Regions from separate parts of the Oryctolagus cuniculus genome. Here region 1 is linked to region 2. Evidence: chromatin contacts called from public Micro-C data. All regions are on one chromosome and are shown on one strand. The core of a region is the stretch at or near the end of the contact, and the rest is flanking DNA. Distances in the headings are between cores, read along the strand shown. Region 1 has its middle 100 kb from the start of VEPH1. Region 2 holds the start of RSRC1 (arginine and serine rich coiled-coil 1).

Region 1 (2,700 bases), core at 78-2,577, 500 kb after region 2:
CCTTTGAACAATGACAGCTGGAAAATCCCGAGGCATCAGACACAGCTAATAGAAGATTCTCCTCCTGTTTTCAGGAGTCTTTGAAAACCAAAAGGCATCGTCCGCAGCACAACATGTGACAAGACATTTATTTTCATCTATTTGCTGTAAGCCGTTGAAAACTAGAAATATCAAATTAGATCAAATGTTTTAAAATAGGTTAAAATCGATCCTTTCCTTGTATTTTGGGTCCTGCCCAAATAAGTGCTCAGACCTGGGCCTCCGCGGCCTGAATATCTATTGCAGTGGAAGAGGGAAGCCGAAGCCCGGAACGGTGAGCACGCATCACGGTGGCCCAAGCAGAGGCGAATTGTCAGAGGAGTTCTCTGCGGCTGCGCGGCGCGGGGCCGGGCCGCAGCGTCCGCACCTTTGGGCACCGCCAGAGTTTTCCTTCCGCTCCTTCAGGACAGACACGGGCTGGTGAGAGAAAAAGCCAGTGAGCATTTGGTCACACAAAGGCTTTCCTCGGTATTTTTGTTTTGGCCCTGCCAAGCCTTCTTGAGGGATGGCAAACGCGGCCACGCACGGGACACAGAACCCTGGGCCTCGGGCCTGGCTCGCTCGCGTGTAGTTATTTAATTTATTTTTATGACTCTCCTCCGAGGGGAAGCAGCACCTTTCCTAAGGAAACTCCAGGCCCCTGCCTGGCTTTCTCTCATCATTAATCCTCGCCGCGTCCCGGGGAAGTGGGGTCGAGACAAGCTTCAGAGAGCGAGAAGCTGGAGTTTGGGAAGGTTAAGTGACTTGCTCAGGGTTGTTTAGCAAATTAGGAGCGCGCACCTGGGAGCAGGGCCCTGGGTGCGGAGGCTGGGGCACAGCAGCCGGGGAGAACCCGGCCACAGAGACGCTCTTTTGTGCAGGGTTTTTGTTGACCTGCCTATTTGCGTCGAAAAGAAACGACATGTTTCAGGTCTGCTCTGCCCCTCCCCTTTCTGCCACATCCACACACGCGCGCGCGCACACACACACACACACACACACATGCACTCACGCACACACCCCATTAGCCCCGGGTCGGGGGGCTAGCCTTGGATTAGAACCGGCCAACAGCCCCGCCGATCTGCCGCACGCTCTCAATGTAATCCATTGTTTTGGGCTGCACGGCGGCGGCGGCGTGGAGGTGCGGTTCCCGCTTCCTGGCCTCGCCCGGAGGCCTGGCCTCATATATCTCATTATGGCCACGGTGAAAAGAGTCGGTCTGAGAACAACCGCTCCATTGATAGGGACTTTCTTGAACACACACGCGCGCGCGCGCGCACACACACACACACACACTCACACACAACTTTAAAGATTTATGGCTGTCATCGCGGGGGAGAATAAAGATGGTGTGTGCTTCCCGGAGAGGAGCGAGCGAGCGAGCGAGCGGGCGTGCGGCGCGCCGCGGTGGATGATAGCCCTGGAAGACAGCCGCGCCTCGGGGCTCCGGGGCCAGGGCTGTCCGGGCCGCGGGAGGACGCAGCCACCCCTCACGGAACGCGTTTCTCCTTAGTCCCAGGGCTAGGAAGAGAATAGCGACAGCTAGAAGTTTCAAAAGGTGAATTCACCCAGAAATACTGCCGAGGGGGAGAAGTGACCTGTCCTGAGGAAAAAGGGAGAGGCTTATCAAAGTCTGGGAGGAAAGAAAAGGCTAGCATCTTCAGGGCAAGTAGTGCTTTCTTCACGCGTGTGCATGCAGGTTTGTAAGTACAATAGCTCCTTTGGTAAAATGCTTGTACCTCACCGGGCCGAGATTTTTTTTTTTTTTTTTAAATTTTTGAATTGCACGTTCGCCATCTAGTGGTCACTTTTTAAAACAACAAGTACACGGTGTTACTGATGTCATCCTTTGGATGCAAATTACTTAGTTCAACGACCCCCCCCCCCCCCCCCCCGCCTTTCTTCTTTTTTAATGACTAATTCCTGCATCAATCATAGCGAGCCACTGAGACTTTCACTTCCGGCACGGACAGTTCGCAGTGATTTCCAAGAACTAAAGGATCTCTATATTGGCAATTTAAATCAGAGCGTTTTCCACTGCTGAGATCAACTCCCCTGATTTATTGCCTAAAAGTTAATCATCTTGACATTGTTTCTGCGGTAAACAAAATAGTCTATCATAGAATTTCCCAAAATTTGTGCTTAAGTTCAACGTCTATTCAACTCTGAGGATAAAGGACAGCTGGGCATTCACTGGGCATTCGGTCACCGACCAAAATATCCGTGAGGCCTTTTTAGCTTAATGCCCTCGATGCGCTTGTTTGCACAGGGCGAGGAGAGGAGCCTGCTGCCTTTACAGGCACACGGGGACCTGGTGTGGTGGCACCGTGGACTGCCGTAGTCTCGGAGTATGAGAGTGTCCTGTAGATTGTTTCGGAGAAATATTTTCAGTAGAAAGATGGCATCAAATGGCATTGGATGCAGGACAGGAATCATTTTTACCTCAGTCCCTCTAGGTCTTTAACGGCTCTGAAACAGGCCAATCATCCTTTATAATCAAAGAGAACAGACTCCGCTTGTTTGCTTTGCCCAGACCACAATATCTGGTTAGAATTTCCTATAATTACAGTCTGCATTGTCATTAGTTACAACTTCCTGTTAGCGGCACGATCCTGCTTCTTCACTGAAGTCATGATGTACAATTTCCCTTTAAAATGTAGTCGAGTAAAATGGGAGTCAGTT
Region 2 (2,700 bases), core at 6-2,505:
CTGGGGTCGGGGCAGCGGGGCAGCGATGCGGGAGTGGTGCGCGGGGCAGGATGCGGGACGGCGGGTAGGGCCTCTAAGCCGCCGGGCGCCGATGCGGGGCAGGGGCTGCAGGCAGCCCTGCGGAGCTGAGCGGCTGCGCGGCCCGGAGCAACAGGGAAGGCTGTGGGGTCGGTGCGGGGTGGGGATCCTCGCCCGACTCTGCGAGCCGCGCACTTGTCAGTTTCCTGCTGGCCCCGCCCCCGCGGAGTCCATCCAGCTCCCCAGCGCTTAACTAAGTCGTGACACCAACGCAAAACCCACGTCTAATTAAATTAATTAGGGATCCTTGTCAATCCTGGATGAATGACCGAGCGCACAGGAGGCCGGGGCTCGCTGAAGCCTGGACGGCGGGGACCTTCCTCCTCCCCCACGGCTCGGGTCCCCGCGCTGTCAGCCCGCGCCCGCACCGGCCCCGACTCCAGCCTCAATTGCGCGCTCTCCGCCTCTCTCTCTCTCGCTCTCTCTCTCGCTCTCTCTCTCGCTCACGCTCTCGCTCTCCCTCTCTCACTCTCTCCCCTCCCTCCCCCCCCACCCCAGGTAGTGGCGCGGCTGCTGCTCCCCGGGAAGGGGCTCGCTCGAGTTGCAGGGGAGGTAATTGACTCGGAACGAGGGCCGTCTTAAGGAAGTATAAATAGTGAGACTTCAAGCGCAGCGTCGCTATCGGACCTGAACTCTCGGCAGGAAGAATTGTCAAAGATCTTAACATCCAACGAGCGCGCTCCGGCGGGGAAGCCCGGGCCGCGGCCCCGCCGCCCCCGCCCCTCCCCCGCCGCCCCCTCCGCTCCCAGTCCTCCTCCTCCTCCTCCTCGTCTTCGTCCTCCTCCTCCTCTTCTCACTTCTCGTTCTCCTTCTACTTCTCCTCCTCTTTCTTCTTTCTTCTCTTCTTCTTCCTCCTCCTCCTCCTCCTCCCGCTCCTCCCCCACCCCTGCCCCATTGATGTGTTGTTATTGGGGGGGCTGGAGCAGTAAGAAAAGGAGGAGGAAAAAAGGAGCGGGGCTCGGCTGGGAGCGGCTGGGCGCGGGGCCGACGGGCGGCGGCGGCGGCGGCGATGGAAGAACTTACGGCGTTCGTCTCCAAGTCCTTTGACCAGAAAGTGAAGGAGAAGAAGGAGGCGATCACGTACCGAGAGGTGCTGGAGAGCGGGCCGCTGCGCGGGGCCAAGGAGCCGAGCGGCTGCGCCGAGCCCGGCCGCGACGACCGCAGCAGCCCGGCAGTCCGGGCGGCCGGCGGAGGCGGCGGCGGAGGAGGCGGAGGCGGAGGCGGAGGAGGCGGAGGAGGTGCAGGAGGAGGAGGAGGAGCAGGCGGAGGAGCTGGAGGAGGGCGCTCTCCCGGCCGGGAGCTGGACATGGGCGCCGCCGAGAGGAGCCGGGAGCCGGGCAGCCCGCGGCTGACCGAGGGTAACGGCCCGATCCCCCAGCCGCAGTTCCCTTTCCCGCCTTAGCTGACCCCTCTCGAGCGGCCCCGCGGGGAGGGGGGCGGGACGCGGACCGGGTCTCCCCGGGATCCCGGCTCTGGAAGCTGGAGAGATATTGGAGGGGGTGGGCGTCCGCGGCAGTGTGTACGGTCGTGGGTGGGGTCCTGATGCGTGTGTGCCGGGGGGTGGGGGGCGCGTGGGGTTTGCGCGTGTCCTCCCCAGATGCTCCCACCGCATTGAAATGCAGCTTTCCCTGGCGGGAGGACCGGCCCGCAGTCCGGACGGCCCGCGGGGCAGATGTGCAAGTTCGTGGGGACTAGACTGTGGCAAGGGGTGCTGGCTGGGACCGGACCCAGCGGAGGGGGGAGGCCGGCGTCTAGCGAGAGTTTACGGCAGCCTACCCCCCTCCCCGGCCTAAGCGAGAGAGGGACAGAGAGAAGGGGACAGAGGGCAGCGTCACCCTTGGGTCACCCACGGGGCTCTCGGGCCGCCGCCCGAGCCCCCTTGGAACTCCGCAAAGACCCAGAGTCTTTGGATCTTTAGGGGACCAAACTTCCCATTTTCTTTGCGCGATGAAAGAACGAAGCCAAGGCAGAATAAGGTCCGGGCTATGCTGCTGCTCCCGGGCGAGGCGTTTAGGATTCATTTTAGGGTTTGTTGTACGCAATTCCTTTACTGCTTCGAATTATCCAGTACTCTGATCTGGGGGGAGGAAAAACTCCTTTGGTGCCAGCGAAGTGTTGGCAAACGGCTTTATCTAATGGTGGAGCGTCCTGTACCAATTCAAAGGAGTTCAACAATAAAATTAATTTGGCACTTGGTGCCTGCAGTAACTGGTGTACTGCCATATTTTTCCAATTAAGAAAATATGTGGCATGCGTAGAATCACATATTTAAGCAAGCAATTAGGTTGTTTATAACACGGTCTGTTCCTGTTTAGGCCACTAAGTGGAAATTTGGGGGCGAAATAGAAATTATATTAAGTCTATTAATCAACGTGAAATTTGGACATCTTTCTCCCTGAAGCCTCAAAACTTTGAGGGCCATCCATTGTGTGGATGACAAGAAATAGACAAAGTTTGTCCGCCCCTTTTGGCAGAATCTGGTGTGTTTTCCCGTTTAAATTTCACTGAAATATCAGTGGAAATATTTTTCTATTAAATTGTCCCCCGTGTTTGCTACAAGAGCCTGGGGGAAGGACGAATGTTCACTAAACGAACTCTGAGAACCAGAAATGCGGGCAGCAC

Evidence for each region. Hi-C and Micro-C count contacts between places; a contact is called where the count stands out from the background.
Region 1: a Micro-C map of ear pinna shows a contact between it and region 2, with 3 times the contacts expected there. The contact joins the enhancer-like site here to the promoter of RSRC1 in region 2. A contact is called at or near these places in 2 of 6 Hi-C or Micro-C datasets (ear pinna and skin fibroblasts).

What each region holds. Positions count from the first base shown.
Region 1 is chr4:123,210,689-123,213,388 of mOryCun1.1, forward strand. No RefSeq gene overlaps it. Among named protein-coding and RNA genes, the nearest start is that of VEPH1, 100 kb to the right of the region's middle. Within about 2 kb of position 1,328, at least 3 of the 8 cell types and tissues checked have an H3K27ac peak or open chromatin away from gene starts, as enhancers often do. A contact at or near this core is called in ear pinna, where this site is marked.
Region 2 is chr4:122,712,267-122,714,966 of mOryCun1.1, forward strand. It overlaps RSRC1 (arginine and serine rich coiled-coil 1), which reads right to left and starts at 1,256. Exons shown (of 11, transcript XM_070072602.1): 1 at 1,163-1,256. It overlaps SHOX2 (SHOX homeobox 2), which reads left to right and starts at 908. Exons shown (of 5, transcript XM_051859078.2): 1 at 908-1,436. The coding sequence starts at 1,088.